Regions from separate parts of the Mus musculus genome. Here regions 1, 2, 3, 4, 5 and 6 are each linked to region 7. A link is a contact called in public Hi-C, HiChIP or PLAC-seq and Micro-C data. All regions are on one chromosome and are shown on one strand. The core of a region is the stretch at or near the end of the contact, and the rest is flanking DNA. Distances in the headings are between cores, read along the strand shown.

Region 1 (3,850 bases), core at 592-3,091, 1.4 Mb after region 7:
TTTTGGAAGAAGCATGAAAATGATTTACTGATTTAGGAACTGGGTGGAGTGGACCACAGAAAGACAAATCAAAAACATCTGGAATGAACTATTTGAGAGAGAAACGGGGAGGGAAAAAAAAAGTAGAGCTTTCAAATGAAACGAAGTACAGATGATTTGGCCAAATTCAAGCCAAGCCAAACACTCACATTAAACATTGCACTTGGGTCTGGTTCAATAGCAGGAGCCGGCAAGGGGGAGCCTCAGCCAACACTGCATCAGAGGCACATTGTGGAGGGAGGAAATGAGTTTAGTCAAGCCAGCTGTGACTTCAAAGCCGTGGCTCTCCCAGAGAACAGTGGGAAAGGGTTCCCCCTTCAGTGAAGACTGCAAAGTTCATCCAAAGACAGTCCGAAGGGAACTAACTCTGGGAAGAAGCAAATTGCATTCCACACTCTAAATAATACTTTCCTTGCATGAAGTGGTGGTGACCATCTATTTAAAGAGACAGAAAAAGAATGAGGAAGAGGTGATAAGGAGACGTCTCTGATGCACATTCCAGGACACACAAAACTGGTGTGTCTGTGTTTGCTTTTCAGCAAAGATAGGCATGTCTTTGCATGAGTCATGCTTCCAGCTATGTGAAAGGTGACAACACAGGATTTCTCTTCTGAAAGATTCCCATGATTTCTTTCCCCTCTTTGAACTTCTAGAAAACTAATATTTCTTTCAATGCATTTCCTCAGTAAAATTTTATCAAGAAACCCATGGTGGGTTAGGTGGGGGTAAAACAAAGATAAGCAAGGAGAAGCTAGACATATAAACAAAGGCTTATGGTATTGAACCAGAAGCCCCTGTTAGAGCAATGGTTCCCAGAGAGTAGTCTCCTAAAAGGTGAAAGCAGAGGCAAGAACAGCACTGGGGTAGGAAAGTTTGCAAGCTCTAGCCTCAATGCACTGAATGAGAAGGTGCAGTTGGTTTATTGAGCTCTCCCATTGATTCAGATAAGTCTTAAACCTGGGAAACCACTTTTATAAAATAGAAACAGAGGCTTCTGGAGCAGAGAGCCAGTACTACTGAGCCAAAATGGAGATCTTCTACCATGTACAAATCATGGGCTCATCTCCAGGTTAGAATTCTATAGGTGGCCCTCTGTCAATACACAACCATGAGCCTTTGCTTCTAAGTAAACTGCTAAGATTCAAAGGTAAGGAATTATTTATTCTACACCCTCCCCAGCCTTCTCCTTCCAGCTCAATGACTCTCAACCTGTAGGTCATGACCCCCAAAGACCAATATCTATACTGCTAGTCATAACAGTAGCAAAATTACGTTTGAGGGTCACCACGACATGAGGAACTTTATTTAAAGGGTCACTGCATTCGGAAGGTTGAGAACTCACTGTTCTAGCTAGCTTCAGGTCCAGTTCTTGGATGATACAGCTTTTAGAACTTACTTTGAGACACTAATTCTGAAAGTTTACACTCCTCAGGAAATCTTGGCAAGCATGTATTTGCAAAACTTTCCAACTCTTGAATATTCGAGAAGAATAGTGGTTATCTCCTTGAAGCACTCACTGGATGATTGGATCTCTACTGGATGATTGGATTGGCATCCTTATCAAGGGTTTTCTCTTAGTATGCTTGGGCACCTCCGCTGATGAAGATTGCACTATCTCAGGCTGCAGTTTGCTTCCTTTGAGACAGCTCCTTTTAGAAAGCACTTCCTTCTTCTGGGCTGAGCACTGCCATCATTTCCATTCCATTTGTTAGTTATAATTCTATCCCTTGGGAACTCATAGCAAAGATACTTACATATTAATGTGACATTCTTCAAGTATTTGAAGTTAATAATTATGTAGCATATGACATCAGTTAAACTCACAGACTCTGGAAGCAGACGCCCTACATTCAAATTCTTGTTCTGCCACTTAGAAGTCTGTGACCTCAAGAGAGTTATTTACTTGCTCTTTACTCCTTGGTCTATATTAAAAGATATAATAATACCATTACATCAAAGGGCTTTTATAAGGATTTCAGGAATTAATGTATGCATATAAGCCTGGAATACTGTAAGTGCTCTAAATGTTTTAGCTATTATTAATCATCATCATTACCATAAAGATCTTGTCAATTCTCTGACCTCAGCCACATTTCTAATTCTATATTTATTCACTCTGGGACTTGAATAATTACATATGTTTCAGTGAGATCTCCTAATTTTCATTCTACCCCATCCATAAATGTGAGTGGTCAGTTGGGACCACATGAATTGTCCTGTACACTGTAATTTTAAAAAGGAGTAATGTATATTCCCTCTAGCCTTGGCATTAAAATCTTCTACTCTACTTCAGTTTATCAATTACCTGCAGAAAGAGAAAGGGAAAAGAGATGCCAAGAAGTTACCAAGAAGTAGTAGGCACAAAGGTTGGAAGACTCAGAACTCTAGAGTCAATACGTAAAGGGAAACTCCCTTTAAAAATCAACAAGTTTGTGCATTCCTGATGGCTAGTATGAGCAAGAAATTGCATTTGCTCTGTGAAACCACTGAAATTTTACAGTCTAGGATGATTAATATGATGGCTTCCAAATTTATGTCTCTTGCTCATCTTGTGTTTCTGTACTCTAGAGCCCTGTTTTATTCAGCCTTTCTAAATAAGACCTGCAGTATGGGAAGGGGTACACTAAGGGCTTTTGGAACTAGAGCCTCTATATTGCCATTTCAGTCCTACTAGAGACAAGCTATATGCTTATGGAAAGACTAAATAAACTATTCTAAACTCTAATGCTTATTAGTAAATTAAATATATAGATGTCTGTAAAACATAAAAGCCATTGGTAGATAGTAAATATTTAATAAATGTCAGATAAAATCATAGTTATGACCTCGATACTCTAAATATGCTCTTTCTCAGGCTAATATATAATGCTATTATCCAATAGTTGTTAAATTTTAAACTACCAACCTAATCTTTAATCACGTTTTGGTCATTCTTTTATATTGAATGAGTCATTGATAAGTGATTAATTGTTTTCCCTAAAAATTTCTCAGATCCACCCACTGGTCTCTATCCTCTTTTGTTAGATCTTTTTATCCTATATCCAGATATCAACCAGCATCTCTGACTCCATTACAGTTACCATTTCAAGTCTGTGCACATGCTCTTGGCATTTATACAACTATAAGGAATCTTTTTAAAGTTCAGTCTCCTCTTGTTAATTCAAAGTCTTAAGTGCATTAATTCCTCCATTGCCTTTTTATAGGACCATATGACTGACCCATCACTTCAGCCTTCCCTTGTACCTCATTCCATGACTTCATCTCTAGGATTCAGTCATATTGGAATTCTTTTTGTCTCAGGAAGGTACTACTGAGTATTTTGTCTTTGATCTTTGAGTATGTTTTCCATTTAAACCAACCCTTCTCCACATCCTAGGTTATCTAATTAATTCCTGGCCATCTTTTATATTTCAGTGAAGTTGGATATTATCCATAAAGTCTTCAGCAATCTGTACCTAACTGATTAAAGATAAGAACATAACACCTAATTATTCCTCACTGCATTCAATGAACTTGCCACTATTTCTGTTTGCCAGAAGCCCTTGTGCTAAAGCACTGGCTTTTGTGAAGAAGGAACTTATCACATATGCTTTTCAATGTAAAAGAGAATCTTCTTGGGTGGCTTAGTATGTTATATATCCCATTAGAAATGTTATGGAATTGAGCTTGGGATTGAAGGAGAAGGAGGAGAAAGAGGTGGGGCAGGAGGAGAAGGAAGAAGAGGGCGGGAGAAGGAAAGGAAGGAGGACAAGGAGAAGCCTTCAGTAAGTTCATTGTATAGCTCTTATTAAATTTACTTACAAGTTTAAAA
Region 2 (4,055 bases), core at 204-2,703, 1.2 Mb before region 7:
GGTCTGCCTTCGGTTCAGGCACCAGGCTGTCGCAGTCTTAAAGCCTTGTACTAAAGTGCACGGAAGTTCAGTTGCAGACACAATTGCTACCTCTTCAGCCTGTCCGAATGCCGCCACCACCAACCTACGTTTGGGACTGTCATCAAATCTCTTCTGACAGTACTACATGGGATCTGTGTCTGATGCCACCACCCTTAGTAAAGGGTTCTGAATCGGATGTTCTCCAAGCCACAAAGAAATTGGGTACATATGACAAGACTTTGTACTTTAAACTTCACCCATCATGGATGGCAAAGTAACCCTCACCCTACCACAGCAACTGTCTGTCGAGGAAGGGAGACCAGGGAGAGAAAAACAAAAAGCAAAACGAACCCTAGGTCCAGCTTGGTTTTTAAAGGGTTACTTTCACCACTTAGCAAGGGGACAAGGAGAGATTTAATTCTTTCCAGGGTAGCACTGGTTGATTCCCTAGAGGATACTTTATGGGGTGGCACAAGCCAACCCCATCTGTGACCTGCAGATGAACACGCCAAACAGGTTTAATTAGATCAGAGACACAAAGGGCTATTGCCTCCCCTGATAACAACACCATAGCTCTAAGAGTCCACAACAGCAGGCCAAAAACACAGGAGGCAGAATGGCACCTTAATTGAATCCTTTCCCTGGCTGGCCCTTGACAATGATTTACTTGTAACCGGGGGAAGGAATTGGAGTCTAAGCCAAAGACTCCGCTTAGAGCCAGCTTCCCAAGAGGAGGTACTTGGGGATAGGGAGGGGGAGGTAGTGAAATCCTTTTGTAGCCTGTAGCCTGAGTTTGCTAAAGTATTTGCTGCACTTAATACGGGGCTGTTTGGTTTTGGTCTGCTGATCCCAGATCTTGTAGTTTCAGCAGCCTTGTGCCCCGGGAATCCCATAAAAATAAATCACTCCAGCTTCTAGGATCCCAAGCACAGCTCAGCGGGGGAAGCAGATAAGCAGTTCTCCCAGCAGACCCGAAGCGGCTCCTCCCCAATCCTCTCCGGCCTTTGTACCCTGCATCCTCCAAGCTGAGTGTAGTGAGGGATCCAGAGAGACAGAATGCAGGGCAAATGTGCTCTGAGATTTCCCCCAAGCCTGCTTGTATACGAAGGGTTAAATTTGGTCCCAGATCTGATAGGGTTGAAGCCGCAAGCAAGTTCCCACTTTACCCCACCTGGGAAAGGAAGGTGGACTGAGAGGGCCTGAAGAAAAAGCATCCCATGGCCACCCACCAGCCAATCCTACCTGCTCCCTAAGTCCCCTTCCTCCTCCCCTGTCCAAAGCCTGCAGTACATTTCACCAACTCCGCTTTTTCCAAAAGGCCCAGGAATACTAAATGGGGCCCAAGTGTTGGGGGGGGGAGAAGAGCGGGAGGAAGAGGGCGTGGCTGCAGCAAACAGCTTCCTTTTGTAGCTCTGAGCCCAGTTCAAGTATCAGTGCACGACCGAGTCTCCGTTCTCCTCCTCGGAGCCCGATGCTGGGGGACGCAGGGGGGACGGTGTAGTCCGAGTCGCGTCGCTGTCGCCCTCATCCGGCTCAGCCGGGTGCAGGTGCGTGGCGAGCTCCTGTAGCACCGCCGCGCGTCCGATCTGGTCGTTGCGCCGCTTCTCCATGATCAAGTCCTCCAGGCTCTGGAACTCGAGAGTGTGGCTGCGCTGAGCCGAGAGCTGAATCTGCAAACGGTAGGGCTGCTTGCCGATGCGCAGCTCGCCACCGATCTTGAACTCGCGTTTGCCATAGCGGCACCAGGCCGCAAAGCTCTCGGAGTTGCGCCAGCTGAGCTCGCGCTCCTTGGCGCCCACGTGGGCCAGCGCGTTGCGCACTACAGCGCTAGGGCTCAGTGGCTTGTAGCGATACAGATCGTTGACCACGCGGCCGCGCCGGCCCTGGCTCGCATCGGTCAGGAAGCTGTTGCTCACCTCCAGCCGGTGCAAATGCACCACCTGGAAATTGCCCACGTAGACAGCCCAGTGCGGGTATTGAGCCTGCGATACAAACTCCACCAGGTCACCCGGACTGCACTTGTTGAGCAAGTTCTCCGGTGTGTAGGTGCTCAGAGCCGCCGATCCTGGCGCGAAGCTTTTCTGATAGATGCACTCATCACGATAAAACACCGAGCATTCCACCTCGTGCTGCCGCGGGTCGTAGGGCTGCGGCGGGGGCAGGGGAGGCCGATCCCCGGAGTCGGACAAAGCTCCGCCATCAAGCCCCTGGGGCGGTGGCTGAGGTTCCACATCCTCGTCGTCATTGGAGAAAATATAAGAGACTCCGATGCGGGGCCCATCGTCTCGATCCACGCCGGTCGGGTCGGCCGTGGGAACTTCCTTATAACTTAGGTGGGTCAGTTTTTCCACCTGGTTGCCCATTACGCTGTGGACTCTCGTTCACAAGACTTCAAGAGGAGAAAGCGAAACCACCGTCAGAGTCATTGGCACTGGTGCCCGGGCAGGGGCTAAAGCCACCTGTTGGAAGAGAAGACGAGGGAGATGTTTGTAGGTGCCACTCCAGAAAAAGACGTTTGTTTCTTGAAAAAGAACCGGTAGGGGCCCGAGCACCTGGAGCCATTTTAGGAGAAGTCTGGGGGACGTGCTTCCTCGCGTTTCTACACCACTAAGGTCACGATCACTGGAGACATGGCCACTCCAGCTTTCCCCTTCCTCCAGCTATCACCTGGACCCAGCCAAAGCCATTGCATCAGCAGCTCCGACAGCTTCCGCCCGCGCCCTACCTGCCAACCCTGGGCAGGAGTGGGGGAGGGAAGGAAATAGAAACTTTATTCCAATTTCCTTCTCTTTCCTAACTTCCCCTCCCACTCCGGATCCTAACTAGCCCTTTGACGTCCTTCAATGTCTGCACCCCCAAGAACCTGCTAGGCTACCTTGGCGTGGAGGTGGCAGGTGAGCCTCCGGACTAGACTCACCTGCCGCAAGTCACTGCGGCTCGTCGGCCCCTCCCCCGCGCGCCTGCCCTGGGGTTCAGATTACCTGCGCGGACTCTCTCCCCGAGAGGTAGAAGCCCTAGGGGACCGGGAGGGGCACCCTGCCGCACCCGAGACTTCTAGGGCGAGTTCGCAGGTGTGGGCTCCGCAGTGCCTCCTCTCCCAGCGCAGACCAAGGCGAAGCTGGGCTTCGGGGAAGGACGCATTTCTCCCTCGCCGCCCCCCGCGGTTGTGTAGAGCCCCAAGACTTGAAGATGGGGGGCAATGCCTGTTCACGATCGTTGCTGCACGACCCCTCACGCAGATTTCCAGGAAGGTGGGGCACGAGGAGGGAAGCCGAAGGAGCTAGCTGGGTTTCCCGGGGGCCGCAGCTCCCGCTCGGGCTAGGCGAGCAACAAGCGCCGGAGCGGGAGGGACGGGATTGTAGATCCGGCTCGGGGCTCCCGGGCGGGAGTGCAGCCCGTGGCATTTAAAGAGACAGACGTGGCTCTGAGAGCTCCGGTCTTTCCTGTACCCAGCTTAGTCCCTCGGAGCCCCGCCCCCGCCCCGCCCACTAGGGCTGCTCCGCCCTTCCAGGACCGTGCCCCCTCCGTAGCGGGTTTAAATCGGGCTGGTAAATAGTGTACCTCCCACGGGAGCAGGCTTCCTCTACCGCCCTGAGCCCCCTTGCCTTTCTGTTATGCTGAGTTGGGGTTCTGAGAAGTTGGAAGCAAGACGCCACCTGCCAGTATAGAAATGCAAGTGGTGAAATGTTGGTCTTTCTTCCTCTTCTCCTTCCATTTCTTCTTAGATGGAGTATCTAAAGAAAGAGAGACAGACTTTTCTTATCAGAACGTTTTTATAACCTAAAGTAGTCTGTGCTGCAACAGTTCAAGAAACACATCAGCTAAAACCTGTTTCCAGAGCAAGTAATAATTTTGGATAGTAAATAATAATAATAATAATAATTCAGAAAGAGGAAGCAGTATAATACAGGACTTAGTTGACTAGCTCCTCAAATCCCTAATGACTGTTAGGTGTCCCTCCAAGTAAACTCAACATTAACTTCACAGCCTTCTTTGTTTTAGATTTCTTTTCTAGTTGTGAGAGAAAGCATGCA
Region 3 (4,319 bases), core at 1,188-3,687, 1.3 Mb after region 7:
GAGAGAGAGAGAGAGAGAGAGAGAGAGAGAGAGAGAGAGAGAGAGAGAGAGAGAGAGAGAGAACACTCCAGGAGGACTAAACAGCATGAGCCAAAATGTGAAAGAGGGACCGCAGGTTCGGGAGATGAGAGCTTTCATTGGGAGAATAACTAGTACTACTTTTACTCAAAGTGTTTGAGAAAACAAGTAGTAAGAATAGTTTATTAAATACATACTATAAAATTAAGCCTGTGCTAAGCACTTCAGGTGTTTCTAGTCTTTTTGATTAACTGGGAAATTTTTGGTAACTTCAAAAGATCAAAGAGCTACAAAAGAGTGAGGTCGTATTTCTAACTTTGTTCTGACCTGCCTAGAGGATGATGATTTAGACTCCAGGAGATCAAACTTATGGCAGGCACACTTCTGGGTAGGAAGAGGAGGATTTTAATACACAAGTAGGCATCTTTCATTTTTTAGAGCAAGTCTGAAGCAGGATTCCAGCGAGGTGGAAACTGAAGATGCTGTAGCTGGGGACACAGTGAACACCAAGACCACAAACTAGCCAGGCCAGGGAGTGAGTTCCCCAGAGTCTCTCATCCTAGGAGAGAAATGCTACTCATCTGTTTGTGAAGTACTCAGTGCCAGTGCATGGAAGCTGGTTCTGGTTATACATACCCCAAACTGGCACGAGGGCACTATCAAGGGCATTCACTGTCAGAAGCAGAACTAGAATTGGAAGGAACTGCAGGTCACTTAGGTTCTAATTACACTGGCAGGTTCTAATCACCCTGACGTCATCGCTGGATAGTCTGTACTTCAGCAGCCTGCCTCCCAAACACAGTGTTTCTCTGAGTGATTCTGAGAACAAATGAATTTATTACCCTTTTCCGTCAAGAAGAAATTTCTTCTTGAAATTTTACATTTAGATATAAATGTGAAAATTGTCTCCCAGCATTTCTGTATTCTTTGCATTGCATTTGTTGCTTGAATAGAGGCCTTCATTGACTGTCCTTGCTCCTCCCGCCATCTCTATAGCACTCCATTCTATTCTTATGATCCTTTGTATTCTGCCTTGAGTGAATACAGTAGCCTTGGGAGCAGAAATCACCTATTTTAAAACACCCAAATACTGGGTGTATTACCTTTACTTTCAGTTTCTTCCAACTTTCAATAGCATAAACAAGATACACATTTTTTGCATCTAAGTCTCCATGCATATTTATGAATTTCTGTTTGCCTAGGAATGGAGTTACTTTCATCTAACATTTGAAACTCTTGGAACATTCTTTTTTTCCCAACGTATTCCTCAACTGCTCAAATTTTATGCCCAGTAAAGAATTTAAATACTTTCTTTAAAAGTGAGTTAATGAAGGTTAAAGAATTTTAAGATTTGACGAAGGAGAGGGCGCAGTTGTTCAGTGGGCAGGTGACTTCATTTGCATGCTGTTCTTAAACTGACCTTCTACTTCTTGTATTCTGTGACACTATGTCCTACAGTGTGGTACTCTTACCAGTAAGTTTGCAAGTGGAGTTGGCCATTGGGTGGCACCTTTAAATAATGGAAAGTGGGAATGGAGAAGTAACATAGTAGTTGCCCACTGATCCTCCACTTCAGGCATTACCACTGATGAGTGCTAGCCCTCTCCCCTGAAATTGGTCCTACTCCTTTCTAGATCACTCATCCTCTCTGATCCAAGCTCTCACATGATGACTCCATGACATGTGATTCCTGGCTAACTGGCTGTTTCAGCATCTGCATCCCGATGTATACCTGCCCTGTATATATCTCACTAAGATTGTTCCTGCCACTCATGCTTGCCAAATGCCTACTGATCTCCCATTTGTCTACATAGACTTTTTAGACCTCCTTCAAAATTGGTGACTTCTACTGTATGCAGAATGAACACACTATAGCAGCACTCAAATGACCTTTGCTGCACTTGCATCTATAAAAAGCCTGAATAGGTTTTTTGTTATTTCTTCCTCCTTGATCTACATTTAGGTGATAACTGTTTGATTCTACCTCCCAAATGTGTTCTCTCTTTCAGAATACTTTAAAAAAAATGTCTGGTCTGAAACCTAATTGACTGAAATCATCAGCTTCACCACAGTTCACTGCACTCACTCAGAAAGCTACTCTTAGAGGCAATTTGACAGAGCTGTCCTTTGAAACTGGCATTTTCTAAGTGTTCTTCTAAATTACAGTTGGGCCATAAATATGGCAGGTTAAACGGAGACAGCTGAGAAATGGTGTAGGTGAAAAATTACAAGGATGGGATCTTTCTCCTCTTCCACATGAAGATTTAATCTGCCAGATTAAAAAACCCTGAACCTGGTGATTGTGTCAAGATAACAGCTTGGAGGATGCTCAGAGATGGGGTTCCCAGGGTGTTTCAAGGGATGGGTCTGTGGCCTACAGAGGCAGGTGTTTCTCAGTTGGAGCACAGAGGAGTTCTTGGCACCAGCACTGGGCCAGCTGTGAGTTTATCTGTGGTATCTGGCTTTCAAAGTAGTGTTCCCTGCAGTCTGCCTAAAAGAAAGAGATGATCAAGATGAACGAAGAGGTAATTGCACTGTACTCTACTCTGATGGGAAAAAGGGGGGAGAATTATGAAAGAAAAATATATATGCACATGTATATGTAAATATATAGTTATGTGTTGATATATATATATATATATATATATATGGACTATTGAATTATCTATAGGAGAGTAATATAACAAGATATGTACACTTTACAATCTGTGGACATCCAGTGATAGAGAATGTGTGTCTGAGATTTTTCATGATCGTGTTCCCTTTTCTGCATTTGTCATCACTCCCAATTCCACTCTCATGAATAAAATACTTCACTGGCCACAGGTTTGCTGGAGATGGAGATCTGTTCCCAAATCCTCAGTTACTCTCTGGGAAATGGCTTCTGTATGTACACATGTTCTCTAGCTATGTAATAAAAGACCTCTCTTCCTTGGCAAAACTTAACTCTACCTTAGAAAACTCTGATGAGTACTAGAAAGATGACATGTTCCACAAACGTCTTAAGTGATTCAGGGTTCACAACAAAGAAGGAGATGCTATATTGTCTTTCATGACATAGCGTCTAAGTCCCATAGCATAACTTCTATAACACACAAGTGGGTAAAAGGTTTACAAAGACCTGTCTAGTTTAAGACAAGACTTCATGTAGTCAGAGTGGGAGGAGGGGGAGCCAGAGATGGAAATGTTGTTGGAGTTGGTTTGGGAAGAAACAATTTGATATGGGAAAGGAATATACACTACTTATTTTCTATGCAGAAATTAATCCCAGGGTCTTTGCACATTAGACAGATATTCTACCACTAAGCTACATCTACAGCCCCTAGATTGTTTTTAAAAACAGAATTTGACTGAAAGGGATAGAAATACAAGAAGCCAAGAAAAGGGGGTTTTCTCTGACCATGCAAAAGAAGCATTGGAGTGTGAGTTTGGAAACACATCCAGCCCGTTCATGTAAGAGTCACAGTGACTCCAGGACCTTGTAACTGATAAGCAACAACCCAGCCTAAGAGTTAACCCATTACAATAGGAAAAGGTCCTCAAAGATTAAACACTGATCACTTATTGGAAAGCCCAATAAGCAAAGGTCATATATCTGTTTTAAAAGAAAAAAATCCAAAGAAGAGTAACATTTTGTAATCGGTGACTAAGTCATAGTTCATGTCCATGAGTTCTGTGACTACTTAATGCCACCACAGCAGGATTAACTAGTGGCAAGGAAAGCCATGATGGCACACAAGGCCCGCACCTTACTTGTCCACTGTGAAAAGTGTCTCCCACCTCTGCTGTGACATCTCTAGGAGTCCTATATGTGCCTTTTTCTATAAGAAGATGGAAATAATTTCAAAAATTCTTCTCTGGCTTTCTACAGAAATATTTTTACTTATATTTTATACAAATTGTCCTCTGTCTCTGTCTCTGTCTCTCTCTGTCTCTTTCTCTCTCTCTCTTTCTTTCTCCCTGGACAGGTTCTAGTTAATGTCGCATCTCTCATGCTGACCTTCAGTATCTTCTCCTCAGAGTGGTGCCTCATGACCTACTGAAAGCAGATTCATACATCTATTCCCATATTATTCCTAGACACTGAATCTGAAAATATTCTCTTACCATCTCCCACCACCCTCAACATGATTTCACTGCTTTATTTACCTGTTCTTTACTATGTCCCTATTACACAAAATGTGTATTCTGTGGCAGCAGGGACTGCTGTCCCCCCTCCCCTTTGACCCCAGAGGCAGTGTTTGTTTACATGCCACTCACTGGCATGAATGACTGCCTACTGGATTGTTTTAGCTTTCCCT
Region 4 (4,334 bases), core at 615-3,114, 1.2 Mb after region 7:
AATGAGGTCATGCACACCACTAACCTCAGTATTCAGGACATAGGCATGGGGGAATCATGATTTTGAGAGGAGCACAAGGAATGGAGGGAGTGGGTAGAAGCTAAGAAGGAAGAGGAGGGAGAAGAGAAGGAGGGAGGAAAGAAGAAGAGAGGAAAGAAGAGGAAGGGAATAGCAATGCTTATACCCAGGGTTCCATAAAAACTGGACATACACATGTATGTATTAGAACAGAAAGGTGCTTTACAGGAGTCTAAAGTGATAGCACAAATATTCATATTAAAGGACTTTGGAAATTAGCAACGTATAGAAGGTAGACCTTATGGAAATGATCGTTTTTTTTAAAAGGCTTATGTAGTTAGAGAACTTGTGAACTAAGCAAAGCTGGATTAACTGGAATAGGTATCATCTTTTACAGATGCTGGTTTCACTGAAACATTGGCCTCTGTGCCACTGTTATACAACATAGAAAGAAATAAAGGACACATGCTCCACTATGTTCATAGCAGCCTTATTTACAACAGCCAGAAGCTTGAAAGATCCCAGATGTCCTTCAACAGAGGAATGGATACAGAAAATGTGGTACATTTACACAATGGAGTACTACAGAGCTATTAAAAACAATGAATTTATGAAATTCTTAGGCACATGGATGGAATTAGAAGATATCATCCTGAGTGAGGTAACTAAGTTACAAAAGAACACACATGGTATGCACTCACTGAATAAATGGATATTACCCCAAAATCTCAGAATACCCAAGATATAATTCACAGACTACATGAAGCTCAAGAAGAAGGAAGACCAAAGTGTGGAAGCTTCAATCCTTCTTAGAAGGGGTAACAAAATACTCATAGGAGCAAATATGGAGACAAAGTTTGGAGCAGAGATTAAAGGAAAGCCATCCGGAGACTCCCCAACCTGGGCATCCATCCCATATACAAACACCAAACTGAAACACTGTTGCAGATGCCAAGAAGTGCTTGATGACAGGAGCCTGACATAGCTGTCTCCTGAGAAGCTCTACCAGAGCCGGACAAATACAGAAGCAGATGCGCACAGACAACCATTGGACTGAGCATGGGATTCCCAAGGAAGGAGTTAGAGAAAGAACTGAAGGAACTGAAGGAGTTTGCAACCCCATAGGAAGAGCAATAATATCAACCTACCAGACTCCCCCCACCCCCATCCCCAGAGCTCCCAGGGACTAAACCACCAACCAAAGAGTACACATGGAGGAACCCATGGCTCCAGCTGCATATGTAGCAGAGGATGGCCTTGTTAGACATCAAGGGGAGGAGAGACCCTTGGTCCTGTGAAAGTTTGATGCCCCAGTGTATGCCATGGCAGGGAGGCAGGAGTGGGTGGGTGGGGAAGCACCTTCATAGAAGCAGGGGGAGGGAGGATGGGATAAGGGGTTTCTGGAGGGGAAACTGGGAAAGTGAATAACCTTTGAAATGCAAATAAATAAAATATCCAATAAAAAAAAAGGAGAGAGGGAAAGAGGGAGAGGGGAAGAGGATAGGGAAGGAGGGGGAAAGGGAGGGATCAATTCTCTCTTTCAGATATGTCTGTATTTCTCAAAAAGTGCAAAACAAAGGTTCTTATTGCTATCCATCAGAGACCCATCATCCTTACTCTGAGGACAGAGCATCCTTGAGCTCCAGATAACTGGGGTTGCAGAGCAAAGACACTTTATGCTCAAGGCTTACAGATAAGGTTTTGAGCCTCAGCAATGACACTGCTGCTCTCTACATGTGACAGCTATACAAGTATTTTTAGCTTTGCTCCAGAAAGGATGAGCATCAGCTCTGGAGTCACATGTCTTTTGCTACCACAAGCCAGGCTGTCATCTTCAGCGAAATGCTTTGCCTAAAACCTTCTCTCTTCACATCTGTGCAACTAGGAGAGTATGAGCACCTCACTCACTGGCTCTTGGCGAGGGTTAAAGAAGAGAATGGTTTATGAAGCACATTTCTTCTTGCCTGGCACTTGCTAAGTGCTAACTAAATGGTTGCAATTATAATTATTCATGTATTCATTCAAAAACTATGTATTAATCATCTTCTCTGTGCCAGGCATTGCTAGGCAATGTGAGAATACAAAGATGAATAAATGAGGAGTCCCTCTCCTCAAAACTCTCCCTGCATTATGTCCATATGTAACCTTTGCATTTATTCATGTATGTAAATCCTCGTCTGTGTGTGTGTGTGTGTGTGCCTGTGTACTCTGTACATTGGGAGTGCCCATGGCATGAATTCTGCACTCTGTGCAAATTGCAGTGAACAAAGTCCCGCTTTGAAACACAAGAGAAGGGTGGGGGCTGCTGATGTAGCCATCCATCTTTCTCCTCTTCAGAGGTGGGTGGCTGTTTGCTCTGGGAACACTGACGATATGACCATTAAATCATTTCAGAATGGTGGAGCTGGGAGGTCCTAGCAAGGCCTTCCCTCACACCCACCCTGTTCTGGCACAAAGAAGGGTGTTATACCTCATACACAGAAACAGGCAGGCCACAGGAAAAGGGCTCTTTGTGCCAAGTAGTTTTGCCCAGTCCTCCTCCAAGTGGGGAATCAAGAAACGATCCATCAGCCTGGTTGTCTGGGAGTACCGAACTCCTCGAAACAGACCTATTAGCTGAAAGGATAAATATTTACTCTGAGTTCATCTGAATAACCCAGAAAGGGAACTCTGGTTTTTGTCAGTAATAAAAACACTCCCACCTAAGTCTGGAATTAGAGCTTTTTGTCTTTAAATCTTCCCTGCCTAGAATCACTCAGACTTCCTGTGAAAAACTAGATCAGGATTTCCTCATGTCCTCCAGAGCAGCTGGGGTTGGGGGTGGTGGTGGTTGGGGGGGGCACAAAGGCAGGCAGGGGTCATTCTACATGGGGGGTATTTTCTTTTACTGCACAAGTATGTGTGGCCTCTGTTTGCCTCTTAGTACACAGGTAACTGAAATCTTTGCCCTCGGGAGAGAAGGTGCAGACCGTTCTCTTAAAACACTCCAAATGGTGAAACAAGAGATTTTAGATAAACAGTTTTCAGAGGACCCCATTTCCTGAGCTATGCTTTGATCACATGATGACACCAGCAGCAAAAACACTGTTGTTATCCTTCCAAGGAAGATGTTCCAGAAAGAACTATTGTCTGGCTCAGAAAGGGGAGGATTTGATGCCATGGGGGAGGAGGGGAGAGCCATGGAGGAGGCTTGAGTAGAAGGATGGAGGAGGTGGGACATGCATCCCACACCAGACAAGTCCAGGGTGTTTGCCACAAGCTCCAGCCCCACTTCCCCCTCTTATGTCCCCTCATCTCTTTTGCACATCCAACAGTGACCTGAAGGGAAAATGTGCAGATGCTAGAAGCCATGCCTTTGTCTTCAATCTCAAGTCCAGTTCAAGGTCTGGGGTACAAATGTTCTTCAGAAAACATCAAATGAATGAGAGTGTTCATCATGATCTCTCCTTCAACCCCTCTGACTTCTTACTTCTCTCTCTATATATATTATGGGGGTAATGATATCCCCCAAGATTGTATAAAAATGAAAATGAACACCTATGCATTGCCACAGAGCCTGGTGCATTATATGAATCTAAAAAGTGTTAGCATAAATCTTCATATTAAAGCACTAGAAAAAGGCAAGTCATGGAGCTAGATCATGTGAAAGTTGTCAGTTCAAAGGCAGTGTAGTTAGCAAATTTGCAAGGCTCAGTTAGCTGGGATAAGCAATCTATGCTGGAGATGCTCCAACCTCATGATGCCTGTTATAGAAGACTGCTGATTTTTACTGGAACTGAGCAGAAAGATGCCCTGTGCTCCCAGACCAGTTTGTATCTTATAGGATCAGAATACCATCAGTAAACAGGTAGAGACCAATGGAAAGATATTTCTCCATTATTAGCCTTACAATTAAAATACATTTGTGCCCTGTCACAGTGAGTCTGTTGTCTTAATCAAAATGATAAATAGATGAAAGACAACATTGCTGTCTCTAATGCAGTGGAGAAACTGCTATATAATTTCTTTGTATCATTTATTCCTACATAGTATAGACATAAATACTTAATTTGCTTTAGAAATAAAAGCAGTTTGTGGTGAATTAATTAATGGGGAAAATGTGATGATGAACCTCATGCACGTCTTTGGATGTGGACTTTCTCTCTCTTCCTCCTCAGTCTTACAGGTCATCAAGCTTCCTGGTTGGTGTAGTCCACCAAGTCACATTAGATTCACCTGTGAGTGTTGAACCTACCATGAGTCTAAGAAAAAAAATGATCTAGATAGGCTCTATCTCAAAAGGCTTAGGCTGCTTTATTGGAACAGGGAGGAGCCCC
Region 5 (3,805 bases), core at 1,009-3,508, 1.2 Mb after region 7:
GCTAAGGCAGTTTTTCCTTACAAGATGAAAAGTGGTGGTCATAGAACTGGCCCATCTCTGGGAGCAGACATCCTTCCCAGTCTCATTTCTCTGAGTTGCCAAATTCATGAAATGTGTGCATGCCCAATACAGAGAAAATGAATAAAATTGTCTCCCTAAATCTCATCTACTCCTCTCATTTTTCCTGTTTGCCTCTTGGGAAACTGACAGGTTTATAATATAATTGTTCAAACTTCCTTTTTGGATTAGGGAATATAAAAATTCTGGCTTATTGATGCCAATAAATGGAAGTATGTCCTCACTGCTGAAAAGATTAATTTTGGGGAAAAAAAGTAGCTAAAACTTATACTCATGTACAGATGAGAGCTCTTCCTTTTAGCTGCCTTTAATACCCCACCACTTTTCTAACATATTCCCCGTAGCTTCCTATTTCACTGGGTTTCTTGGCCAAGAAATTTCAACTTCAAAAACTTAGATGACCTCAATTCCCTCCTGTTTCCTCTTGATTTCACCTCTGCATTAGCTCCAAGCCCACTCACTCTTCCATTAGAGCTTTATAGAATATCCAAGGGACAGCACAGTATGATGGAAATGACATCTGATTGAGGAAGGGTTGGCTTGAGTTCATATTCTGGAGTTCATATCTGTATTCTGATAATACAAATTCATATTTGTTAACTATGTTGTCCAGGTGCAGATTTTTATAAATCTTTGTCTGTAGCTGGTTAAAGCTATACAAACTGGTAACAACTTCAATTGGTCAAAAAAACATCTTTTAAACAGTATTATTGCATAGATGACAAATTAAAACTATATATGTTTGTGCTTTACTGTTTGTTTATATACACATATAGACTCTGAAGAGATTATCACATCAAGGTTATTGTGACCAAAATCCTTTGAAAACAGAGACCTGTACACATTGATTACTGTACTCCTTCCTTCCATCAAATGCCCTAAAAGCAGAACTATTTTACAGAAGGTTGAGCACAAATGTACCTTCAGATAATGTTGATTTTATACCCTCTAGAAATGTTTGCAGATAAGAAAATTGTACTGATCTTGGAAGTTATGGGACAAAATTTAGCAAAACAGAAGCTGTGAAAATCTGGTGTCTCCCTCTTCTCCGGATCATCCTTGGGAGTAAACCATCTTTATGAAGATGATTATGTATTGTGATTACTGAATGTCCTACAACAAAATAGCAATGGCCGTGGATTGGTAAAGGGCACAAAGATAAACCACTCAGAAGAGGGCCTATTGTATGTGAACAACCAGTTATATAGTGGAAGCCTATTGGCTTCCACTGTATGGTTAGCATATTACCCCAAATTGAATAATGAAGGTGTCTAGGCAGATGAAACATGTTGGAAACGACATGTAAAGTGTAGACTCTTGTCTGCTAGTCAGCTACCAGCTACTAGGGTCACCTTAAAACTCAGTATTCTGACTTCAGGAACATGTGCCATGCTTCTTCTTTAGAAGCATCCTATGCCAAGCAGGCCGGCATGCTTACATTTTTTCCTACAACTGCACAAGTCCAAGCAAGGGTCCCCATGCAATTTTTAGAAACTATACTAAACTACACCAAATTGTCTCAAATCGAGAGGAAAAAGTATTCCTGGGATACCCTAAAAGATGGAGACTCACCATGTAGCTTAGGCCTTAGCTTTGAACTCGGGCAGCAATGCAACTTTATCAGAGTTGCTTCTAAATACTATGTTTCTGACATCAGAGCACTTGATACTAAAGTGGCATGAGTAGCCAGAAGCTGGATGGAAGACAGGTGAGAGTTTGTACTTTCCATGTCATTTTAATGTACTTCTGCATGGAGGCCCTCAAAGGCACCTGCATTTCTGAGAAGTCAGCTTTTCTGAACTTCAGTTATCTCATGCATTAACATCAGAAAATCTATTAAAAATCCATGTAATTAACAAATGGCAGCAAAAAAAAAATAATTTACATGACATTGTCTAGATTTTCCTTTGTTAACTCTACCTATCACCTTGTATTCATCCATGAGCAAGGTAAGATTAGAGTCATTATCTGGTTTTGGGTAGACTACACTCTTACTGTGGATTCCAGGTGAGCTTGAATGAAAAGTCAAGTGAAAATACAAAGAACATCATAGAAAAAGACATAAGGCCATTGCTAACTATGTGTGAAATTATTTTATCAAGCTGTGTTTTCACAACTCACAGCTGTGCCTGGCTCTCTGGGAGCCACAGTTGCTTTAAGTAGCTACCTAGGGGTCCATAAAATGTTTAAGAGCTTTGTCCAGTCCCACACAGAGAGCTGTAAAACTTTAAATGTACTTTACCCTAACCTCAGGTTTCAATTGAGCATCTAAGAAAGGATTCAGTTTAGTATCTTTAAGGGATTAAGGCACCTTCAGGGGAATCCATAGGAGTCCCAGAGCCTTTGTAGAGAAAAATAGACAGGCCTCATTTCATAATTAAGGAGATAGATGCTCCAATGTGATCTTCTACTGACATCCGCTGTCTGGGCATGGTGCCAATACATCTCTTACTTGGAGAATAGGAATTGACACCACACTAGCTTCCTGTAGAGGATCACGTAGCATCATCCCTTATAGACCCCATGCAGAAAAGAAATCTTGAGTAACTAATTCACATTGTTGAATGGATCTGACAATGTGCCCATAAAATCTACCAGGATCCACTAGAACTACAAACTATGCCAGTCTCCTCAAAAGATGATATTGCCAGCAAATAAGTAAATATATTTTAGAAATGAACAATAAAAATGTAGCTTTCTGAGTTATTTTAATTATTTCCTTTTTTTGTAGAGGAGATAACAAACTCAAAAGAGATTATTAAAATGTTCACACATGCCTGGCTAATAAGCAGCAAAGTCCAGTTTCTGGGTTGAATATTAAAAACATTTATTTCACTACTAAAATCTTATTTTCTAGTTATGGATAGCCCAGTGACTGGCCAGTCACTTAGTCATTATTCTCAGAGCATTAAATGATATATTTATCAATTCCTTACCACCATATTTACATAATAATAATAATAATTAATAAGTGTTCCCTCGATATTTTAAGTAGTTTTTCCAAAGTTATATAGCTAATGATATATCCTAGTTAATGGGTCCTTTTCAACATTATGTGTTGCTACTGATGGATAGATTAGAATGTGTTGCCTTTGTGCGCAACAACTTTGCCATTTCAGCAAAGGTCTGGGTACTTTGAAATGTGTATGTGAGTTGTCTAAGAGAAAAAGAGAATCCAAATAACTGGTCATGCCTGAGGAAGCAAAGTATTCTTGGCACCCAGGAGCATCCTGATTTGCTCTGACAGATGCGTGAATGATTCTAAGGGTACATGTTGCATCTGAATTTTACTTCTGTGGTCTCAGAACTCATTGCATAAGTGAGGTGGATGACTGTGAGGAGCCAAAAACCAAAGCAAGTTATAGGATGGATAGAAGGTCATAGGGAAGTACAAAGAAGGTTCCTGGTGCTGAGGGCAGGAAGGACAGAGATGGGCTAGAAAACAGGGGGAAAGAAAACAAGGGAGTATGAGAAGATACATAGGTTGCCCTCAGAAAATGTCTCCAGTGATATCTAGAAGGAAAAAATAAAATACCCCAGATGCAGGCCAGGCCAGCAGTATTCAATCCAGAATAAAGAACTCAAAGACAAGCTGAGTGTTGCAGAGTGTCTAATGGGTTGTGTCTCTGATTTTAACAGCAAAATCAAAATAAAGAGCATCTCACATTTCAAAAAAGAATATTTAAAATAAGCAGTGTCCTGGGTTTTATCTGAACTCTTCTCTTTC
Region 6 (3,737 bases), core at 556-3,055, 1.5 Mb after region 7:
TGGGAAAACAAGAAATAATGGGGTGGTGATAAACACTGTCAAATAAGCAATTTTCTGGAGTGCCACTATGAACCTTACTATTTGTATAATATAACTATATGATAATAAAAAAAATCTAAATAAATGAAAAAGGCATACTTGTAGCTCAGTGGCAGTACCTAATGTGTAAAAAATCCTGAAGTTCACCCCAGTACAAGATCAGTCATGAGAGAAATAAAAATCAAGCAGAATATGCCACTACATATTTCATAGAAATATGTTTTCTAATATCAAGACCATTTTTTTTATTGAGAATGAATATAACTGACAACACATACAATATTGGTAAAGCAAAATGCTATAGCTATTGTGGGAAATGTTCATGCAGGAATATGTTTATATATGACTCTGAATAAGTATTGTTTGTTATGCAGTTCCAGAATTACATAACTACATAGTTACCAGCCATGAATGAAAACATATGTCCAAATGAATATGTACATGTGAATTATCATTCTAGCTTTACTACAGCCAAAATTGAAGAGGAGTAAAAGATTCCATTCACAAGTAAATAGATGAATAAATCTTAATATATCTTTGTCGTGATATATTACTCAGTAATCCAAATCAATTATAAACACAGGAAAAAAATAAAATACAAGGAAAAATTCAAAAAAATGGGCTCTTATACCCATTCACATTGTGCAGAAGAGCCAGAAAAAAAAAAGCACATGATTGCATGTGAAATTAGTATGAAATCCATGATCTACTGATACAAATTCTAGAGACTGAGTAAATCAACTACAGTGACAGAAGGCAGATTTGTAAGGGCCTTGAGCCCAGAGCTGAGGGATCCCAACAGAGGGCATTTAGGGTGTAAAGACTGTTTTATATTTTGACTGTGCTGACAATTACATGCAATTAATCAAAGTCAAATGAGGACTATGCATGAAATGAGCATTTATCATATTTAAATTTTGCCCCCCATTCCATCTGATACAAACATTTCAATATATTTATTTAATACCTATTGAAGGTCTTGTGTTGAACACCATAGGGGGGAATATAAATGAAAAATATTAAAAATGGAAGCTCTATTCTTGTTAAAAATTTACTATGTGCCAATCACCAATCTAAGTCAATTTGCACGTGATGCGTAGCATACTGACCACAAAGAAATCCTGGGAGAGGGGGGCTATAACTAGACCCATTTTGTAGACAAAATTCTAGGGCAGAAGTTTACCTGATATCTAGAATCATGAGTACATTAACGGGGAGAGCAGAGAGGCAGTCATGTTTCCCGTAGGCAGACCACCTAAAGGCACACAGTGTAGAGAGAGCACAGGTTCATGTCTGCTGCTTATACTTCACTAGTGAACGTAAGATCTTACTCCAAAATTTGTGTTTCCACTTGATAAGTATGCTGCTTCTCTTCACTTGTTTGGACTAACTATCTTGCATGTGATATTTTGCTATAAGGCAGCATTTGATGTTGCTTTCCATGTACGGCTTCTTGCATTTAGCTTCCATATACTTCTTTTCATTCCAATCACTCACCACTGATACTTGATTGTTAGAATGTGTTGTGTTCTCTGCCTGGTACGAATCTCTCAGAGGAAGTCTATGGGATAGTGTTCTGAATAGAACAGCTTTGTTTTCTTCTCCATCCAACATTGCCTGTCCCAGTGTGGCAGGTAGAAGGCTGTGGGTAGTGAGCCAGCCTGCACGCATGCTAACAGTACTGGGAGATATACCCTGAGCTTGCATGCATTTCAAGAATACATGAGAGGAAGTGTCACTGTGACTGCATTTTTTTTCTAGAGTCCAGGTGTTTAGGGCAAAGTGTGACAGTGTTGCAGTGAGACCACATGTGTCAATGAATATGTGGCTAGTCGGAGCTGCATGTTTTCCATTAAAACATGTTTTCCATTAAAATAAAGGTCCTCACATTGACTAATTATTAAGAATTGCTATGCTTTCTGGGTTTTATCACAGAGCTAATGTATCAAAGTCTCTCAGGGGCTTTTAAGGTAGCTCAGCAGGTAAAAGCACTTACTGCCAAGCCTGATGAGTTAAGTTTAAGCCCCACAACACACATGATAGGAGGTGGGAAATAACTCTTGAAACATTGGACTCTGACCTGACTCCCCTACACATACACACTAAATAAACAGATAAAATAAATAAAACTGTTAGATAAATTATAACACACTGGAACATAAGAGATTGGCATTGTTCTTGGTATATACCACTGAACTTTCACCTTTATAAATATCCTGACTGGTATGAGATGGAATCTCAGGGTTGTTTTGATTTGCATTTCCCTGATGATTATGAATGTTGAACATTTTTTCAGGTACTTTTCATCCATTCGGTATTCCTTAGTTGAGAATTCTTTAGCTCTGTACCCCATTTTTAATAGGCTTATTTGGTTTTCTGGAGTCCTGCTTCTTGAATTCTTTGTATATATTGGATATTAGTCCCCTATTGGATTTAGGGTTGGTAAAGATCCTTTCCCAATCTGTTGGTGGGCTTTTTGTCTTGTTGACGGTGTCTTTGGAAGGCAGGATACAAACCACTCTGGAAATCAGTTTGGTGGTTCCTTAGAAACTGAACATAATACTACCGGAAGATCCAGCAATACCTCTCCTGGACATATACCCAGAAGATGTTCCAACTGGTAATAATGATACATGTTCCACTATGTACATAGCAGTCTTATTTATAATAGCTGTATAGAACCCAGATGTCCTTCAACAGAGGAATGGATACCAAAAAATGTGGTACATTTACACAATGGGTACTACTCAGCTATTAAAAACAATGAATTTATGAAATTCTTAGGCAAATGGATGGACCTGGAGGATATCATTCTGAATGAGGTAACCCAATCACAAAAGAACACAAATGATATGCACTCACTGATAAGTGATATTAGCCCAGAAACCTAGAATACCCTAGATATAATTTGCAAAACAAATGAAACACAAGAAGGAAGACCGAAGTATAGATACTTAATTCCTTCTTAGAATGGGGAATGAAATACCCATGGAAGGAGTTACAAAGTTTGGAGCTGAGACAGAAAGAAGGACCATCCAGAGACTGCCCCACCTGGGGGTCCATCCCATAAAAACCACCAAACCCAGACACTATTGCATATGCCAACAAGGTTTTGCTGACAGGACCCTGATATAGCTATCTCTTGTGAGGCTATGCCAGTGCCTGGCAAATACAGAAGTGGATGTTCACAGTTATCCATTGGATGGAACACAGGGCCCCCAATGAAGGAGATAGAAAAAGTACCCAAGGAGCTTAAGGGGTCTGCAGGCCTATAGGAGAAAAAACAAAATGAACTAACCAGTACCCACAGAGCTCGTGTCTCTAGCTGCATATGTAGCAGAGGATGGCCTAGTCGGCCTTCAATGGGAGGAGAGGCCCTTGGTCTTGTGAAGATTATATGCCCCAGTACAGAGGAATGCCAGGGCCAGGAAGTGGGAGTGGGTGGATTGAGGAACAGGACAGGGGGGGAGGGTATAGGGGATTTGGGGGGAGGAAACTAGGAAAAGGGATACCATTTGAAATGTAAATGAAGAAAATATCTAATAAAAAAAATCCTACCTTCCTCTAAAGAAAAATAGAATCTCTTGAAGACCACTTCCAAAGGGGAGAAAATTGGCTAGTAAAAATTCTTGGAAATCAAATGTTGAAGTTTTCAGAAACTAAACCCAAGGTTAGTTTTTAGTGAGAAGGATTTGCCT
Region 7 (3,908 bases), core at 505-3,004:
TTTTGCAATCCTTAAAGCTGAATTGTGCAATGAGCTCGATGAAGGAAGATACTATCATTCAACAGCTGAATCCTAAATTGCAAACTCAGTGGCTAATAACAACTTTGAACAATGAGCACCTTATACACGCTACTGTATTTTCTTTTCTTTCTTTTTTTTTTTTTTTTTTTTTTTTAAACCGGGTAGCAGTGAGAGAGGTTTCTTTAAGTGCCTTGGGGCGAGGAGTCCGGAATAAGAAGACTTCTTTGGGTTTTAAAGTGTAGGATAAGCAAATCCCGAGGGAATATGCATTATATAATAAATCTAGAACCAATGCACAGAGCAAAAGACTCATGTTTCTGGTTGGTTAATAAGCTAGATTATCGTGTATATATAAAGTGTGTATGTATACGTTTGGGGATTGTACAGAATGCACAGCGTAGTATTCAGGAAAAAGGAAACTGGGAAATTAATGTATAAATTAAAATCAGCTTTTAATTAGCTTAACACACACATACGAAGGCAAAAATGTAACGTTACTTTGATCTGATCAGGGCCGACTTTTTTTTTTAAGTGCATAATTACGATTCCAGTAATAAAAGGGGAAAGCTTGGGTTTGTCCTGGGAGGAAGGGGTTAACGGTTTTCTTTATTCTAGGGTCTCTGCAGGCTCCCCAGATCTGGGTTGGCAATTCACTCCTCCCCCTTTCTGGGAAGTCCGGGTTTTCCCCAACCCCCCAATTCATGGCATATTCTCGCGTCTAGCGCCTTGATTTTCCCCACCCCAGCTCCTAAACCAGAGTCTGCTGCAAACTGGCTCCACAGGGGCAAAGAGGATTTGCCTCTTGTGAAAACCGACTGTGGCCCTGGAACTGTGTGGAGGTGTATGGGGTGTAGACCGGCAGAGACTCCTCCCGGAGGAGCCGGGTAGAGCGCACCCGCCGCCACTTTACTGGACTGCGCAGGGAGACCTACAGGGGAAAGAGCCGCCTCCACACCACCCGCCGGGTGGAAGTCCGAACCGGAGGTGCTGGAGTGTGTGTGTGGGGGGGGGGGGGAATCTGCCTTTTGGCAGCAAATTGGGGGGGGGGGTCGTTCTGGAAAGAATGTGCCCAGTCAACATAACTGTACGACCAAAGGCAAAATACACAATGCCTTCCCCGCGAGATGGAGTGGCTGTTTATCCCTAAGTGGCTCTCCAAGTATACGTGGCAGTGAGTTGCTGAGCAATTTTAATAAAATTCCAGACATCGTTTTTCCTGCATAGACCTCATCTGCGGTTGATCACCCTCTATCACTCCACACACTGAGCGGGGGCTCCTAGATAACTCATTCGTTCGTCCTTCCCCCTTTCTAAATTCTGTTTTCCCCAGCCTTAGAGAGACGCCTGGCCGCCCGGGACGTGCGTGACGCGGTCCAGGGTACATGGCGTATTGTGTGGAGCGAGGCAGCTGTTCCACCTGCGGTGACTGATATACGCAGGGCAAGAACACAGTTCAGCCGAGCGCTGCGCCCGAACAACCGTACAGAAAGGGAAAGGACTAGCGCGCGAGCAAGAGAAAATGGTCGGGCGCGCAGTTAATTCATGCTGCGCTATTACTGTTTACACCCCGGAGCCGGAGTACTGGGCTGCGGGGCTGAGGCTCCTCCTCCTCTTTCCCCGGCTCCCCACTAGCCCCCCTCCCGAGTTCCCAAAGCAGAGGGCGGGGAAGCGAGAGGAGGAAAAAAAAATAGAGAGAGGTGGGGAAGGGAGAAAGAGAGATTCTCTGGCTAATCCCCGCCCACCCGCCCTTTATATTCCGGGGGTCTGCGCGGCCGAGGACCCCTGGGCTGCGCTGCTCTCAGCTGCCGGGTCCGACTCGCCTCACTCAGCTCCCCTCCTGCCTCCTGAAGGGCAGGGCTTCGCCGACGCTTGGCGGGAAAAAGAAGGGAGGGGAGGGATCCTGAGTCGCAGTATAAAAGAAGCTTTTCGGGCGTTTTTTTCTGACTCGCTGTAGTAATTCCAGCGAGAGACAGAGGGAGTGAGCGGACGGTTGGAAGAGCCGTGTGTGCAGAGCCGCGCTCCGGGGCGACCTAAGAAGGCAGCTCTGGAGTGAGAGGGGCTTTGCCTCCGAGCCTGCCGCCCACTCTCCCCAACCCTGCGACTGACCCAACATCAGCGGCCGCAACCCTCGCCGCCGCTGGGAAACTTTGCCCATTGCAGCGGGCAGACACTTCTCACTGGAACTTACAATCTGCGAGCCAGGACAGGACTCCCCAGGCTCCGGGGAGGGAATTTTTGTCTATTTGGGGACAGTGTTCTCTGCCTCTGCCCGCGATCAGCTCTCCTGAAAAGAGCTCCTCGAGCTGTTTGAAGGCTGGATTTCCTTTGGGCGTTGGAAACCCCGGTAAGCACAGATCTGGTGGTCTTTCCCTGTGTTCTTTCTGCGTCTTGAATGTAGCGGCCGGTTAGGACAGTCTTTCTTCCATTCCTGTGCTTTTGACACTTTTCTCAAGAGTAGTTGGGGTAGGCTGGGGTAGATCTGAGTCGGGGTAGAGCGACTTGTCAAGATGACAGAGGAAAGGGGAAGGGAAAAACCGGGATGCATTTTGAAGCGGGGTTCCCGAGGTTACTATGGGCTGACGCTGACCCGGCCGGTTGGACATTCTTGCTTTGCTACATTAATTGATATGTGTCCTTTGAGGGGTCAAACCGGGAGGTCGCTTCGTGGTGGCCAAAGAAAGCCCTTGGAATCCTGAGGTCTTTGGAGAAGGGATTACCTTTTGCGTTTGGGAGCGAGAAGGCTCCGTAGCTTCTGACTTACCAGTCTCTGAGAGGGCATTTAAATTTCAGCTTGGTGCATTTCTGACAGCCTGGGACCGACACGGAGGTGCGTCCCGCCCGCCAATCCCCGGCGGCGATCGCAACCCGTCCCTGAGCCTTTTAAGAAGTTGCTATTTTGGCTTTAAAAATAGTGATCGTAGTAAAATTTAAGCCTGACCCCCGCGGCACTAGGACTTGATGTTGGGCTAGCGCAGTGAGGAGAAGCAAAATTGGGACAGGGATGTGACCGATTCGTTGACTTGGGGGAAACCAGAGGGAATCCTCACATTCCTACTTGGGATCCGCGGGTATCCCTCGCGCCCCTGAATTGCTAGGAAGACTGCGGTGAGTCGTGATCTGAGCGGTTCCGTAACAGCTGCTACCCTCGGCGGGGAGAGGGAAGACGCCCTGCACCCAGTGCTGAATCGCTGCAGGGTCTCTGGTGCAGTGGCGTCGCGGTTTAGAGTGTAGAAGGGAGGTGTCTCTTATTATTTGACACCCCCTCCCCTTTTATTTCGAGAGGCTTGTGATAGCCGGAGACTGAGCTCTCTCCTCCAAGTCAGCAATCGGAAAGAAAAGCCGGCAAAGGAAGGAAGGGGGCGCGCTGGGGGTGGAGAAAGAGGAGGGCGGAGAGGGGCGGCGGCGCCGGCTGGGTAGGAGCGCGGCGACGGCGCGAATAGGGACTCGGACCCGGTCGGCGGCGCAGAGAGCCGGCACACGGGAGGGGGCCGAGCGACGCGGCGCCTCTCGCCTTTCTCCTTCAGGTGGCGCAAAACTTTGCGCCTCGGCTCTTAGCAGACTGTATTCCCTACAGTCGCCTCCCTCAGCCTCTGAAGCCAAGGCCGATGGCGATTCCTGGGCGTCTGCAGGGCTAAGTCCCTGCTCGAAGGAGGCGGGGACTCGGAGCAGCTGCTAGTCCGACGAGCGTCACTGATAGTAGGGAGTAAAAGAGTGCATGCCTCCCCCCCAACCACACACACACACACACACACACACACACACACACACACACACACACTTGGAAGTACAGCACGCTGAAAGGGGAGTGGTTCAGGATTGGGGTACGCGCTGCGCCAGGTTTCCGCACCAACCAGAGCTGGATAACTCTAGACTTGCTTCCCTTGCTG

What was found. A called contact is a pair of places that touch in the nucleus more often than the background predicts. HiChIP or PLAC-seq counts read pairs in DNA pulled down with a chosen protein or histone mark.
Region 1: a contact with region 7 is called in a FOXA1 HiChIP or PLAC-seq map of pancreatic cancer cells. The contact joins the enhancer-like site here to the promoter of Myc in region 7. A contact is called at or near these places in 9 of 39 promoter capture datasets (the 3T3-L1 cell line, cranial neural crest, frontonasal cranial neural crest and 4 more), 39 of 484 Hi-C or Micro-C datasets (the 3T3-L1 cell line, the AML12 cell line, the C2C12 cell line and 21 more), 28 of 115 datasets of contacts at active chromatin or transcription factors (the 230-238 cell line, the NIH/3T3 cell line, the SCID.adh cell line and 22 more) and 2 of 9 other capture datasets (adipose tissue and embryonic stem cells).
Region 2: a Micro-C map of embryonic stem cells shows a contact between it and region 7, with 5 times the contacts expected there. The contact joins the promoter of 9930014A18Rik here to the promoter of Myc in region 7. A contact is called at or near these places in 3 of 39 promoter capture datasets (the SN4741 cell line, liver and pre-B cells), 7 of 484 Hi-C or Micro-C datasets (LSK cells, cerebral cortex, embryonic stem cells and 2 more) and 2 of 115 datasets of contacts at active chromatin or transcription factors (embryonic stem cells and pancreatic cancer cells).
Region 3: an H3K4me3 HiChIP or PLAC-seq map of the SCID.adh cell line shows a contact between it and region 7, with 12 times the contacts expected there. The contact joins the enhancer-like site here to the promoter of Myc in region 7. A contact is called at or near these places in 6 of 39 promoter capture datasets (the HPC-7 cell line, cranial neural crest, hippocampal neurons and 3 more), 1 of 15 datasets of contacts at CTCF or cohesin (large pre-B cells), 5 of 484 Hi-C or Micro-C datasets (the HPC-7 cell line, the P5424 cell line, cerebellar granule neurons and 2 more), 13 of 115 datasets of contacts at active chromatin or transcription factors (the 230-238 cell line, the NIH/3T3 cell line, the SCID.adh cell line and 9 more) and 2 of 9 other capture datasets (embryonic stem cells and macrophages).
Region 4: a Hi-C map of uterus shows a contact between it and region 7, with 6 times the contacts expected there. The contact joins the enhancer-like site here to the promoter of Myc in region 7. A contact is called at or near these places in 6 of 39 promoter capture datasets (the C10 cell line, liver, maxillary cranial neural crest and 2 more), 1 of 15 datasets of contacts at CTCF or cohesin (large pre-B cells), 15 of 484 Hi-C or Micro-C datasets (the G1E-ER4 cell line, adipose-derived mesenchymal stem cells, bone marrow-derived macrophages and 6 more), 18 of 115 datasets of contacts at active chromatin or transcription factors (the 230-238 cell line, the NIH/3T3 cell line, the SCID.adh cell line and 14 more) and 3 of 9 other capture datasets (adipose tissue, embryonic stem cells and pancreatic islet).
Region 5: a contact with region 7 is called in a Hi-C map of the N1E-115 cell line, with 20 times the contacts expected there. The contact joins the enhancer-like site here to the promoter of Myc in region 7. A contact is called at or near these places in 8 of 39 promoter capture datasets (the 3T3-L1 cell line, the C10 cell line, cranial neural crest and 4 more), 1 of 484 Hi-C or Micro-C datasets (the N1E-115 cell line) and 9 of 115 datasets of contacts at active chromatin or transcription factors (the 230-238 cell line, the SCID.adh cell line, T-cell acute lymphoblastic leukemia and 6 more).
Region 6: an H3K4me3 HiChIP or PLAC-seq map of the SCID.adh cell line shows a contact between it and region 7, with 11 times the contacts expected there. The contact joins the enhancer-like site here to the promoter of Myc in region 7. A contact is called at or near these places in 8 of 39 promoter capture datasets (the 3T3-L1 cell line, the C10 cell line, the HPC-7 cell line and 5 more), 1 of 484 Hi-C or Micro-C datasets (nephron progenitors) and 10 of 115 datasets of contacts at active chromatin or transcription factors (the NIH/3T3 cell line, the SCID.adh cell line, T-cell acute lymphoblastic leukemia and 6 more).

The regions. Positions count from the first base shown.
Region 1 is chr15:63,340,305-63,344,154 of GRCm38.p6, forward strand. No RefSeq gene overlaps it. Among named protein-coding and RNA genes, the nearest start is that of Gm41335, 15 kb to the right of the region's middle. Within about 2 kb of position 1,842, at least 10 of the 459 cell types and tissues checked have an H3K27ac peak or open chromatin away from gene starts, as enhancers often do. A contact at or near this core is called in the G1E-ER4 cell line and pancreatic cancer cells, where this site is marked.
Region 2 is chr15:60,821,512-60,825,566 of GRCm38.p6, forward strand. 9930014A18Rik (RIKEN cDNA 9930014A18 gene) reads left to right here and starts at 1,454. Exons shown (of 3, transcript NR_030696.1): 1 at 1,454-3,272. It overlaps Lratd2 (LRAT domain containing 1), which reads right to left and starts at 3,569. Exons shown (of 2, transcript NM_001162926.1): 1 at 3,003-3,569; 2 at 1-2,480. The coding sequence starts at 2,384. The coding sequence ends at 1,452.
Region 3 is chr15:63,253,529-63,257,847 of GRCm38.p6, forward strand. No RefSeq gene overlaps it. Among named protein-coding and RNA genes, the nearest start is that of Gm41335, 100 kb to the right of the region's middle. Within about 2 kb of position 2,438, at least 4 of the 459 cell types and tissues checked have an H3K27ac peak or open chromatin away from gene starts, as enhancers often do. A contact at or near this core is called in the P5424 cell line, the SCID.adh cell line and T-cell acute lymphoblastic leukemia, where this site is marked.
Region 4 is chr15:63,161,182-63,165,515 of GRCm38.p6, forward strand. No RefSeq gene overlaps it. Among named protein-coding and RNA genes, the nearest start is that of Gm30159, 18 kb to the left of the region's middle. Within about 2 kb of position 1,865, at least 37 of the 459 cell types and tissues checked have an H3K27ac peak or open chromatin away from gene starts, as enhancers often do. A contact at or near this core is called in the SCID.adh cell line, T-cell acute lymphoblastic leukemia, adipose tissue and 3 more, where this site is marked.
Region 5 is chr15:63,216,348-63,220,152 of GRCm38.p6, forward strand. No RefSeq gene overlaps it. Among named protein-coding and RNA genes, the nearest start is that of Gm30159, 73 kb to the left of the region's middle. Within about 2 kb of position 2,259, at least 3 of the 459 cell types and tissues checked have an H3K27ac peak or open chromatin away from gene starts, as enhancers often do. A contact at or near this core is called in the N1E-115 cell line, where this site is marked.
Region 6 is chr15:63,434,601-63,438,337 of GRCm38.p6, forward strand. All of the region lies in intron 2 of Gm20740 (predicted gene, 20740), which reads right to left. Among named protein-coding and RNA genes, the nearest start is that of Gm20740, 43 kb to the right of the region's middle. Within about 2 kb of position 1,806, at least 5 of the 459 cell types and tissues checked have an H3K27ac peak or open chromatin away from gene starts, as enhancers often do. A contact at or near this core is called in the SCID.adh cell line and T-cell acute lymphoblastic leukemia, where this site is marked.
Region 7 is chr15:61,983,587-61,987,494 of GRCm38.p6, forward strand. It overlaps Myc (myelocytomatosis oncogene), which reads left to right and starts at 1,755. Exons shown (of 3, transcript NM_001177352.1): 1 at 1,755-2,365.